2 separate regions of the Zea mays genome follow, and region 2 is linked to region 1. Evidence: chromatin contacts called from public Hi-C data. All regions are on one chromosome and are shown on one strand. The core of a region is the stretch at or near the end of the contact, and the rest is flanking DNA. Distances in the headings are between cores, read along the strand shown. Region 1 has its middle 49 kb from the start of LOC542488. Region 2 overlaps LOC100283836.

Evidence for each region. A called contact is a pair of places that touch in the nucleus more often than the background predicts.
Region 2: a contact with region 1 is called in a Hi-C map of leaf, with 4 times the contacts expected there. The contact joins two enhancer-like sites. A contact is called at or near these places in 4 of 25 Hi-C or Micro-C datasets (ear, leaf, root tip and 1 more).

The regions. Positions count from the first base shown.
Region 1 is chr1:158,722,324-158,729,238 of Zm-B73-REFERENCE-NAM-5.0, reverse strand. No RefSeq gene overlaps it. Among protein-coding and RNA genes, the nearest start is that of LOC542488, 49 kb to the right of the region's middle. Within about 2 kb of position 4,473, at least 16 of the 20 cell types and tissues checked have an H3K27ac peak or open chromatin away from gene starts, as enhancers often do. A contact at or near this core is called in ear, leaf and tassel, where this site is marked.
Region 2 is chr1:158,895,464-158,902,088 of Zm-B73-REFERENCE-NAM-5.0, reverse strand. It overlaps LOC100283836, which reads left to right. Exons shown (of 8, transcript NM_001156734.1): 4 at 931-1,095; 5 at 1,181-1,221; 6 at 2,539-2,587; 7 at 2,681-2,851; 8 at 3,620-4,024. The coding sequence ends at 3,743. Among protein-coding and RNA genes, the nearest start is that of LOC100283836, 5.8 kb to the left of the region's middle. Within about 2 kb of position 4,413, at least 19 of the 20 cell types and tissues checked have an H3K27ac peak or open chromatin away from gene starts, as enhancers often do. A contact at or near this core is called in ear, leaf and tassel, where this site is marked.

The DNA of each region.
Region 1 (6,915 bases), core at 3,224-5,723:
TGACCTTATTAGAAGATATTTGTCTTCGGCTCCCGTATTAAAAGCACCATAGGCAGGAGTACCGTTCAGATTATACATTGCAGCCGAAGATAAAGTTATTGGAGCTATTTTGACACAAGAAATCGAAGGAAATGAGCATGTGGTAACCTACCTAAGTCGGAGACTGGTGGACGCTGAAATAAGGTACACTTTCATTAAGAAGTTATGTTTATGCCTGTTTTATGCATGCACCAAATGTAGGTGTTATCTATTGTCTAGTCATTGCATTGTTTCTGGTCAAGTCGATGTGATCAAATACATGCTTCAAAACTCGATAATGAGTGGTAGAATCGGTAAATGGACTTATTCACTTATAGAATATAACTTGGCCTATGAACCATTGAAATCTATGAAAGGCCAGGTCGTAGTAGATTTTATTGTAGAATATCGGATTGATAATGTTCCTAAACCAAGCATATCATATCTCACTATTACTCCCTACACTCTATATTTTGATGGATTGGTTTGCAACGAAGGACAAGGAATTGTCATTGTGCTTGTTTCACCAAGTAACGTTTCCTTCGACTTCTCTAGCCGATTAAAAACTTATTGTACTAACAATCAAGTCGAATATAAAGCCCTTCTATTCGGCTTGGAGCTATTAAACTATATGGGAGTGAAACATATGAAGGCACTTGGTGATTCTCAGCTAGTGGTCCAACAGGTATTAGAAAAGTATCAATGTCTAGATGGCACTCTAAATAGTTATCTTGAAAAATGTTGTAGCATAATTCATTCTTTTGACGAATTCAGCATTCGGCACATCTCTAGGTTTGAGAATTACAGAGCTAACAATTTAGCACAAGATGCATCAGGTTAATGGATAAAGCGAGGGAAATTTCACAACACCAAAAATCTGATAACCGGTGCAAGGCCAATTCCCCATGTCGCGAACCGTCCGGGTGAGGGCTCCGGACCGTCCGAGGTTGCCAGGGAAGTCCTCCTTGTAAGATTGGCTGATAACAAAGCTGATGAAACTGATTGGAGGACACCCATAGTTGATTACCAATGAAATCACAGTGTTAGGACGGATAGGAACGTTCAGCGTACGACTTTCAAGTATGTTTTAATGAGTGATGAACTCTACCGCCGAACAGCTGATGACATCCTGCTTAAGTGCTTGGGCCCAAGTGATGCTATATTAGCCATGGCCGAAGTACATGAAGGAATTGTGGTGCCCATCAATCGGCTCCGAAGATGAAGTGGTTATTGCGAAGATCTGGCTTCTATTGGCCTAACATGATGCCGATTGTTTCAAGTACTACAAAGGATGCCAAGTATGTCAAAAATTTGGCGACTTACAGATGATCCCTGCAGCCAAATTACATCCTATCATTAAACCTTGGCCTTTCAGAGGATGGGAATTGGACTTTATAGGAGAAATCCATCCTTCATCATCAAAGGGGAATCAATTTGTGTTAGTTACCACTAACTATTTCACTAAATGGACTGAAGTCGTTGCTTTGAAGAACATGACACACAGGGAGGTAATCAAGTTCATAACTGAGCATATTATTCATAGATTTGGCATTCCCTAGAGTTTAACTACAGACCAGGGGGCTTCTTTCATGTCAAAGGAGATACGTGAGTTTGCTGAATTATATAGAATTAAATTACTTAATTCTTTTATGTATTATGCTCAGGCCAATGGGCAGGCCGAGTCTAGTAATACAACATTGATTAGCCTGGTAAAGAAGAAAATATTTGATCATCCTAAACAGTGCCATAGAATTTTGTCAGAAGCTTTATGGGCTCATAGGATATCTAAACATAGTGCTACTAAAGTATCTCCGTTTGAGCTTGTCTATGGACAGGAAGCAGTGTTGCCTGTGGAAATAAGCTTAAATGTTGTCAGGTTCGCCAAGCAAAATGATCTAAGTGTTGGTGATTATTATAATTCAATGATGGACAATATTGGTGAAGTGACCGACAAGAGATTGACAGCTTTAGGAGAAATAGAAAAGGACAAGACCATAGTTGTCAAAGCTTACAACATGAAGGTCAAGGCTAAATCGTTCCAGGTAGGGGACCTGGTATGGAAGACTATCTTGCCTCTAAGGAATAAAGACCGGAAGTTTGGGAAGTGGTCGCCAAGCTGGGAAGGACCTTACAAGGTCATGCAGGTGATGTCTGATAATGCCTACTTGTTGCAAACATTACAAGGCAGAGACTTTCCTAAGGCGTTAAATGGATGTTTCCTCAAGCAGTATTATCCTAGTATGTGGCAAGATGCCTAAGAAAACCGATGTGATCGCATCGAGTTAGTTACTTTTGGTTCGCTCAGCTCCGCCAAAAGGCAGGGGAACATATGTTGAGCACCAAAATAGGAAGGACGGACGGTCCGCGCGCGCAGAGCCTGTTAGAGTTCCGAGTTTCTTGCAACGGTTGTTAGCTAAATTCGTGGAATTAACTCGGGAGATTGGTTTGTAATGGGTCCAGACCCCCTCCTCTATAAATATAGAGGAATACGGTCGATTGGGATGAACAATCGAACCTACAATCAATACAATTCGCATTTTATCTTATAGATTTAGGAGTAGCTCTAGTTTAGTTCTAGTTTAGCCTATCAATCCCCAAATTCCCCGCATCTCTTCGGCTCTACGTCGATTAGAGGTGTCTATGTCGGCCTGCCGACCATAGATAAAGCCTAGGACCTCTCCTCCTCGACGGGGTCCCTCCCAGGAGTGAGATCCAGGCGCTGCCGACAAACTCCGCCGCCCCTGCGCACGCGCGACCGTCCGGCTTGTCAGACAGGGAACACGAGCCCTGCGCCAGGTCGGACAGTCCGGCCCCTATCCGCGGATCGTCCGCGCCTATGAGGAGAGCATCACCATCGATTTTCAACACAGTGATTGGCGTCCGGATGAGGGCCAACAATAATTCCTATAAAATTTCTGCATTCTAAAAGTCTATCTGTTAAGCAATACATCTAGGTGGCCCAAGGTACCAGAATGAGCTTTCTGGCCTTAAATTTCGTATGCGATAGAACGTACATAGGGCCTATGCATTAAATATGAATGAATGAAGCATATTCCTCGTTACCAAATTGGTCTAGTACGCATAACACATGAGTGAATGGACCATATCTTTCTTTTCCTAAGCTATAAGTCGTTTAATTTAATACACCTAAATGCATAGTCTAATTTATTTATTTATTTATTTATTTTGAAAATAGAACGATTTACGATTTAGAAGGGAGAGCGTAGAGAGGGAAACACGCACACGCAACGACCCGTGACCGTGGGCACAGCACAACGCAATAATTAATATATAATCCAGCGACGCGTATCTGTACTGTACGCACGCATCAGTAACGACAAGTAGAAGCAGTGTGGTGCTGCATGCGGTTTTACTGGACACGCACATGCGTTACGTACGTACGTACGTACGTAGACAGGGTGTGCTGTGCATGCATGCATATACTCCTACCGTCGTCGGTCGTCCTACATATATACTCCCTGCTCCTACTATACACACGTACAAAAAAATCCCGCCATCTACTGGCCTACCCTATATGCAGCTGCTGGGAAACGTACAAACCGGTTGACCCTCACGATTCACGGGGCGCATGCACGGTAACGACGTCGTCGTCGCGACAGTACCGTACAAAAATAAAAAACGACCACACGCATATGCATGCCGCTCCCACGAGTCGCGGCCGTGACAACTCACGCACGGGCGCGGGCGCCACTGGACGCATGTTGTCTCGACGACGACGACGCGTCCGTCGCCCGGCCGACGGCCGCCGGTGACCACTAGAAGCATCTACGACCCCTACTGCTGGGCCTGGGCGCCTTCCTGCATGCATGCATATGCACAATAATGCGCCAACGCCACACACCGCGACCGAGACCCACACCCTCTAAAAACTACCATACGTTCGAGTCCGTCCCATCCATCGATCCATCATCCATGCATATATGCGCGCGCGTGCGTACGTGCGTGCATTATTGCGCCCGTGACCGCGATACACCATAGCTAAACCGGTGGCCGATAACCAATGCAAGTACGTTTCCTTAAGTTTAATAAACGAACAAAGCGTACTTGACGATGAACACGCACCTTCATCTACTACATATATACATATACCGGCCGGGCCGACGTGTACCCGACTGTGAGATCGATCCATCAGGACGACATGCATGCATGCGTCCTCTCGCCGTCGAGGTCCCCCTCCTTGCCCAGGCCGGCCGGCCGGCTTCAATAATGCAGCAGAGCTGCAGCTACTGCAAGAGAAGGAGGGAGGGGCCTGCCCCCTGCGTTTGCGTTGCTTGCAATTGCAACGGTGCTGTCAATGGATCACATCATGGTTTTGTCACCGTGTGCATGCATGCATGCATGCATTTGCACACCGGCCGGCCGGCCGGGACCAACCGCGCGTGTCCTGTAGCTGCACACCGCGGTGTAGAGTGTTGTGTTGTGCCTGGCGGTCTGGCCGGGTGGCCTGCTGCTCTGTACGTGCCTGCGTGCCCGCATATATACTACGCACGAACAGAGTACATACCAGTCATGCACCCGTGATTTGTGCGTACGAATATAAATGCACGCACGCATGCATGCATGCATGTATGTATATCATGCATATATATATATATATATGTACGTGTGTATGTACTAGAGTACATATATACCAGAACAGCAGCTATATATGCTATATGCTGGTGCTCCATCATTATGTCACCGGGAAGTACGTACGTACTAACCACCTAGCTTCGTTCCGTGCACCCTCTAGTTGAATGCAGTACAGTACCTTACGTGGACTATAGTGCCGTTCGATCGCTCACGGCAGTTCGATCAGGGGTCTGTCTGGTTAACCTCTCAGTGTCAATGCTACTTATGTCCATGTTTGGCGCAGATTCTGCAGGAGAGCTAGTCGAACACTAGTGGCAGCTTTTATTGTTGCTGTTGAAATCGCACGTCTAGACACGGCACTACCGGAATCAGCTCCTTTGCCGTGTGTCTCAAACACAAGGCAAAGGCTATTTTACACTCGGTAAATGCTTTGCCGAGTGTTACACTCGGCAAAGAACGCTCGGCGAACTGTACATCGGCAACAACATCTTTGCCGAGTACTTTTTGTCGGGCACTCGGCAAAGAAAAGTCACCGTCACGGCGCCAAGTGACGGTGACGGATCCTTTGCCGAGTGCCTCCTGCGACACTCGGCAAAGGAGGCTTCTTTGCCGAGTGTCTGGTGGACAGGCACTCGGCAAAGAACCCTCCAGTGGGCCCCTTTGCCAGTATCTTTGCCGAGTGCCTTGGCAAAAGCACTCGGCAAAGATGTCTTTGCCGGTTCCCAGGTTTCCTTCTTTGCCGAGTGCCATTGTCAGCACTCGGCAAAGATGGCTTTACCGGTTCCCAGGTTTCCTTCTTTGTCGAGTGCCATGGTCATAGAACTCGGCAAAGCGACCCTTTGCCGAGTGTTACACTCGGCAAAGTGACCAGGATGTCCCTTTTTTATTTGCTTTTGTTGTTCCATCCAAACAAACAAAAGATATATATCATTCACATCACATTATATATCAAGCACATCACAGAATGAACATATTTATCATCAACACCATATATATCACAAAGTCTCACTAAAGTCTCACAAAACAGATCACAAGTCTCACTAAAGTCAGGATCATCACAAAACAGATATAAGTCTGCATCATCACTAACATCACCAAGTATCTCACAAGATAAAGTGTAACTAACATCACCAACACTCATAAAGGTAAGTCTGGATCATCACAAAACAAATCATCAACGAGGTGGGCATCTGGACTGGTTCGGCGAAGGGCTGGACGAAACATGAGGGTTGTTCGACGCCGCCGATTGACCCTGCACAGAGAAGAGATTGTATGTGTGAGAACATATGAATATATATCATGCAGTACTAAAATTTTGATACTCACAGGAGTAGTGAACTCTGTAGGGTCAGCTGCAGGGAACAACGGAGTGGTGGAGCATGACCCTGTGCGGCGCCAAGGCTCTGCATGTACGCGAACATCTCCACCATCCTCTTCTCCAGCTCCTCACGTTGCCTCCTCTCATCATCTAGCTGAGTCTGTAATATTTCGCCCTAATGTTATGATAATGCAAAGAGAAGATATATAAAAATCAATGAACGATGAATAGATAAGGAATAACCTGGAGTTGCTGGATACGATGTTGTGAGGTGTCCTACTGAGGTCGTATGGCTGGGCTCGCGCTCGTGCTCCTTGCTCGCACCTGAGAGAGAGTGGGAGTAGAGGACGAGTCGATTGCCCCGTCGGCAATCCAGTATCGCCCATGCCTCTTGCCTCCTCCGACCCTCATGAGGACATCTCCGTCGATGTCCTCGGTCCTCGGATCGTAATCTGGCCCGTGGACCTCCTTGGCCATGGCGGTGTACTCACTGAGTCGGCTGTGGATGGCGGGGTTGGTGTATGCCTCGGGCCCGTCATCTGGGTTGTAGGTGACATCGGACGTCGCCTTCCCCTTGTGGGCCATGGCATATGCCGAGAACGTGGAGCAAGGTGCGCCACCATGTGCCGCCGACTGCGAGAAAACCAACGAGATGGTTAGAAATCATGTCTAATCGAAAGTTATATACCTAAATAAAAAAGAGCGTGTACCCATGCTTCCGCGTATTTGCCCAGGCTGCGGCTGCCTTGATGGTGGGAGGGACCTTGCATCAGCAAACGCCGTTCCCGGCTAGCGTTGTGCGCCTCATCCCACTCAGCCGAGCACCACCTCTGCACCATCTGCTCCCAGCACTCAGGATGCGCGGCGCACCAATGAGGAATCATCTAAAAAATATAAGTACACAGCATATCAGAAGAAAAAAATAAGCATATTTAGTACCAATAATAAAGTTTTGTATTTACCTGCAAGTACTGGTCCGGAGTCAA
Region 2 (6,625 bases), core at 3,164-5,663, 170 kb before region 1:
CGATGTTGGACATGTCCAAACAATCTCAACCGATGTTGAACAAGCTTTTCTTCAATTGGTGTTGTCCCTAGCCTATCAACCTCTTGGTCATAATCGTCAAACTAATTTTCTAGAGGCATGAATTATAGAACTGACATCCTATATTTAACAAAGTGAACACTAGTGCATACTTCAGTTTCAGTGCAATGTCTAATTTGCAATGTGTTTGGTGCGCTTAAGCTCTGATGAGTCTCATGTTATTTTTTTTGCAATCGACTTGCACCATCAATTGATATCTAACAACATGATGGAGTATGAACTTGTACTCTGCTTTCCCATAGCCAATTCATCATTGCACTATGTGGATTATATTTTCTTAATGATTCCCAGGGTTGTGTTAGTTTGAAGTATAAGCATACTCTTTGTTTCTCAAAGAATGCCTTTTAACATTACTAACAATTCATTTGCTTGGCAAGATAGAGTCTTGTCCAATGAAGTTCTTCTATGAAGACAAGATTTGATACTTTGAGAAAATTAATTTCATGAAGAGAAGATGAGAGACATATATACTGGCTGGTACATGAGAAGATAAAAGAGAGTCAAGTCAATTTCAAGTACTTTTGTGACTTTTTCAAATGTTGGGGAACTTGAAGCGAACGATTTTTATGAAGATACTCTTTATGAGGATCACCTTACGTAGTTGTATACAAGAAACTTGGACACTAGAGCCTGGGCATCTTACTGCTTTTTGCAACACTTGCTTCTCTTCTGATGGAATGTTTGTAAGTTGTTGACTGTGCTTCGCTGAGAACCATAGAGGGCACAGTGAATATTTGAATTTGATGGTAAAACGCCAACAAGACACCATTGTGAACACTTTGCATCTTCATTTGTTTGTCACTTCCTTGAATTTTTCCTCTCCGTACTGTCTAATGAAACTAACATATGCAGGGAGCCTCGAGGATTTGCCTTTGTAGAGTTTGTTGATCCTTACGATGCCTCTGAAGCCCAGTATCACATGAATCGCCAAGTTTTCTTTGGTCGGGAAATAGCTGTTGTTCTTGCTGCTGAGTCACGAAAAAGGCCAGAAGAAATGCGCAGCAGAACTAGAGTAAGGTATGATCTTTCTTTTTGTTGCAGTTCTATGCCTCTGTTCCTATTATGTACTCATTTGAAATGACCTTTTGTGATTGCTGTGCAGAGGTTACTCTGGTCATGAAGGTCGCCGGTCTTCTTACTATGGTAATTTTGCATTTCTATTTTCGTACCACCCATGGTTAGGGATGGCAACGGGGATTTTCCCGTCGGGGAATGGCTTCCCATCCCCGTCCCCGCGGGGACAAAAATTCCCCGTCCCCGTTCCCGCGAACGCTCACGGGGGAGCTTTTTCTCCCATCCCCGTCCCCGTCGGGGAATTTATCCCCGTGGGGAACCCCGCGGGGAATCTGTTCCCGCTAGAAGTACAATATTTAAAGATAAATTTAAATTGATTGTATCAAATTAATACAAATTTAACAAACAAGATTGAAAATTACAAGAGACATCTACTTTAGATTTTAGTTTTCTATTTTATAACATGCCATGCACTAAGTTCTTACTATAATTTTAACAAGTAAATTGACTAACTTGGATAAAATAGTTTCGTGGGGCGGGTACACAGGGAATGGGGACGGGGGATGGTTCCCCGTCCCCGTCCCCGCGAACCCGACGGGGATTAAATTTCCCCCATTTAGATCCCCGCGGGGACTAAATTCGTCCCATACCTGTCCCCTAATAGGGGAATTCCCCGCGGGGAATCGGGGATCGGGTCCCCATTGCCATCTCTACCCATGGTACTATGCTGTCCAAGCTGTACATTAGTTGCCCTGGTTTCTCTGATTCTATTCAATTATACAATGTGTATCTGTTTTGTTCTGCTTACTTTGCGGGTGTAAAGGGGGATGCCTGGGGGCAATCACCTCAAAGTTAGAAGTTTCTGCCAGTAATCCTGAGGGGTTGGTTATTATGTCAAGTTAGATATACTTTTGTAATTAGATGGAATGTTTGAGTGCTTACCGTGGAGCCTGTTTATGCCTTCCGTAGTTTAATTTATTCTGCTATGGTTAGTCCACTTCATCAAAATGAGAAACATTAACTTGTTTTTATGTGACAAGGCATGATTGGTCAGGACATATTAGTTAGCCTTCATGCGCCATTTCTCTTGTGCACCTTATTAGTTTTACATATCATTTTTACATTTTCCTGCTAGTCTTCTGGTACTATGATGACTGCTATCAAGTGCCTTTATCAAATATCGCTGTAATACATGGGACTGATATGTCTGCACCAACCAATAAAATTCTAGATCTGTTTCCGCTTTTCATAGATGATGTGTGTATGTTAAAGCCCTCTTTCTTTAAAAAATAAAAAAATGCTTCATGCACAAGTGCCTTCGAAAATCACGAATAGCATCTCAGGATTATGTATCCAATATGAAAATTTTCTTGTGAAAAGTTGAAGCATGAAATTTCCTCTTGCCGAGGTACCAAAAGTACTGATAGCTTCTCATCTTCCATGTAGGTCGGTCTCGTTCTCGCTCTCCTCGCTATCGGGGCCGTCCTCGGTCGAGGTATGCTTGGCTGACATAAGGCTTGTAAAAGTTCTTGAGATCTGCGGAACCTTTCACCTTTTGTTTTTTCATTCTGTTACTTTTTTCAAGCAGATCATACTCTCCTGCTCCAAGGCGGGGGAATGACTACTCTGCCTCTCCAAGGAGACAGGAAGCCCATCGCTCATCTCCTCCCAGGCGCCTGCCAAAGGAGCATGATGAAGATAAGAAGCGGAGGTCCTACTCTCCTGCCAGTAGAGATGATGCTGACAATGTTTATGAGAAGTAAGTTATTCATTGCTGCTCATAAATCTGGCTTCGTCTGTCCATATATATAAATCGAGAGTTTCTTTTATTTATTAATATGTACTGTACCTTTGCTCCCACCTACCTTATTATTGGTTGCATCTTAGTCTAATCTGGCAACTAGGTCACTGAAACTTGCTACCTGTTCAAAATATCATTTGATACTACTGGGTTAGGAAATACCAGTAGTGATTTCATTCATCCTCCCACCAGGTGTTGCTGCAGACTCCAAATTCACTTTTACATGTTCGAAGCACAGCTATGTATTGTAGTCCCCTTGAATGCTCTTGTAGCAAGGAAATTTTTATTTTGATGAACCATCATAAGACACAAGTGGGTTGGAGGACTTTATGTATACTGCGTCCGTCCTAAGATAAGTGTCTATGGTATTCGATATTCGTGCTGGTCAAAATTTCGTAAGTTTGACTAGATTTGTAAAAAAAAAAATTTAACAACATGCATATCTCCAAATACGTTTACTGTAAAAATAGATTTAGTGGTCTATTTAACATAATTGTTAATATTTCCTTGTACATATTTGATCAAAGTTAAAAGCGGCTGACTCTTGGGGAAACGAGAAGGGCACTTATTTTGGGACAGGAGTACTATAAACACAGATAAATACTATTGTTGCATGGACTGTGAAATGCGTAAATCAATGTAAAAAAACGTGCCGAGTATTAGCCTAACCATGCAGCAACTAGTAAGATCTCTTGAAGCCTCTAACAATGGTATTAATGTTGATAGGAGGTCGCCCCCAGCAGACAGCGATGGATCTCCTCTGCACCGCAGGTCCCCCAAGGAGTACTCGGGCTCACCTCCTGGATCCCGCTCCAGGTCCGCCGACGATTCTCCTGTTGCCAGTGACTGATCGACCGATGGATGCTACAATATGAATGGTATGCGCATGCGGTCATCAGTCCTATGTCTTTGTCAGACCGAGCTCACTAAACTTACCCCCCTTTGGGGGTCGATGTTGTATTGCTAAGTTCCGTTTGTGCTAAGTATTAGCGCATACTGCTAGACTGCCACTGTCGTCTGTGCTATGCATGCTTTTGATCTCGAGTGATGTTTGAGGAACCAGTGATCGTGTTGATGGTGCTGAACATTGGAACCTGCAGTACAGTGTAGCATGATGCTTGCTTGCTGGGCCACGGCCCGTTCACTGGGACCTGTTGCGTTTCCGTCTTTCGAGTTTGATTGATGCTGCTGCGGGTGCTTTTAGCCGTCCTGTGCTACTACTCCCTTTTCGAATTAGAGCTACTGGTGCCGGTGCCAGATGATCTTGGATACCACCTAGTTGGCTAGTTGCGCTGCAGCAGGTCAGGGCCCGGCCTGCCCGGCGGTGCGGGGCGGCGACTTTTGCCGGCCCCGTACGCGCTGGTGCTGGTGGCGCGGGCACTGACTGGAGGACGGCGGCCGGTGGATGGGACGCGTCCAACCCGGTCGGTCGCCCGCCCGCAGAGGCGCAGACTGGCACTGAGCAGAGCAGCCAATGCGCCTGCTTTACCTGGTAGCCACATGCCCGCCGAGCGCATCGTCACATAGCCGGGGGCATGGCATATGCGTTGCAGCGGCTGCTTGCGCCGGTAGTGGCGTGTGGCCCCAGTGGTACGTGCCACGGCCACGAGTCCATCAAGTCTACGCTGCCGGCCGGGGGTGACCCCGACCTCTCAGCTCGATCAGCTCCCTCCACTTCATCTATCTCCTTGTGAAGTTGTGATTGACCGGCTGACAGACCAGTGCTAGATAGCAGTACTGCAGTAGCATCCATGCATGCATATGGGTTCGGATGGTCCCCGCGTGACGTGCACACACACCTTAATTCGTTTCCTATCGCTTGTTGGACCCCCGGCCCTTCCGCTGCCCACTCACTGTTTATATTACAGTGTCTGCCTCACTCCCGTCCCGTAGCTGTACGTCGTATAGCAAAGCGTACGTAGTACCTGTCTCCATGATTGGCCTCATCAAGCGTACGCTGCGACGTACACGTCGCCCACGGTTGCTTTCGACATGCATGCACACTACTCGTACGCGTACGTACGTGCACAAGTGACCGAGTCTACATACTCAATGCTCATCATTCGTTTCATTCACGCACGTACCTGCCTACCTGGTATGGCCGAGAGGACAGGAAAGACGACGAGCGAGCGGTGGGGTGGACAGACCCCATCGGGGACCATGCATGTGGCTCGCTCATCCATCCCGGCCTCTCGCCCCGCCCGGTTTATTAATTTCTCCCCTCGCACGACGTGTTGTTCCGAGAGCGAGCGGTCGGGACGCGACGACCGCTGCTGGGCGACTGGACCCATGCATCGCATGATGCGCGCCATGTACGCCGACGCCGACACCGTCCGTCCGTCCGGTAGGTCCACCGATATTTGTGTGTGTGTGTGTGTGTTTAGCTCCCCCCACCCTCTCAAAAACCCATGTTCATATTCGTATTAGGGCTATTATCGTGTTTAAATCATACGGTTTGAGGTTATGCAAATCAACACTACATGTCATAAGGTGAGTTATTACGGTACGTCGGTACAAATAGGCGCGGACGTGACCGTAGTTCTGGGGTTATGCTGTGATATTAACGCTATAGATCTTGATTTCGACCTCGACGACAATAATATATACTCCCTCTGTTTCTTTTTAGTTGTCGCTGGATAGTTCAATTTTGCACTATCCAACGTCAACTAAAATAAAACGGAGGGAGTAGTCTATAGTGCTGAACTCCAATTTAGATGAATTTAGCCAACTGTCTGGCACAGGCGGACCTCGCATGTTTCTCATCTCTCTCCTTCACTGCCTAATTCTTTTAATCTTCTCCAATCAGTTAATTCAACCTTGGATGCTTGTATTTGATCAATAGACCTTTGATAGCGAGGTATACCTCCCTTCTACTCAATTTATAAACGTTATTTTGGTCTATGTTAAGTGTATTCTGTAACCCTGGTTATATGGGTTGAATCAGTTTTTGTTTTGATGTACAAGCAGATTTGTTTAGGTAGATTAATTACGCTTATAGGCACATGCTTAGTAAGTGTACCTTTGTTTCTCCTAAACCTATATTTATCTTCCTAGAGTTAACAATCTATCATCGTTTATAGCACATATATTAGAAGTTTTGTTTCACCGAGCGGGTCTACGGATCTAAGTATCGTTGGGCAGAGCTTAGCCAAGGCAAAAGGGGCCGATCCTATGGCTGTGTGATTGTGGCGTTGAAGCTCACTACAACCTAGTTCATTCGAATCTTATAATAGGTCATTAGAGCGATCATATGGTTGATTGTGATGAGCTTGGTTATACGTCATAAGAAAACTTCTTGTGCCATGTAGTGACTATTTTTTTTTCAATAGATCACTAGAAACGAATATACTATAATTTTTTTTAAAAAAAAATCCGGTGTAGGCCCCGGGCCTCCTGCAATACGGACACGAATGATGGCGTGGGTACGACGTCGATGCCTGTGTGTGTAGTGTGCCAGGCTGCCATGATGGCAGCCGGTATTAGTCCTAATCGTCCCGACGTACGTTCGTACGTACGTGACACAGTTGTTTGTTTCAGTTGTTCTTCCCCAGCTGGTGCTAGCAGTACTGGACTGGACGGTGTGGTGGTGGTGAGGCCAGAAGCAGAAGAGACAACCGCCCCGCTACGCACGCCGGCGGTGCCCCCCTGCCAGTGCCAGTGCCGGTGCCGGTGCCGGGCCCGCCGCCCCCGCCCGGCGCGCGCGGGGAGGCGGGGCCCCACTCGCTGTCCCGG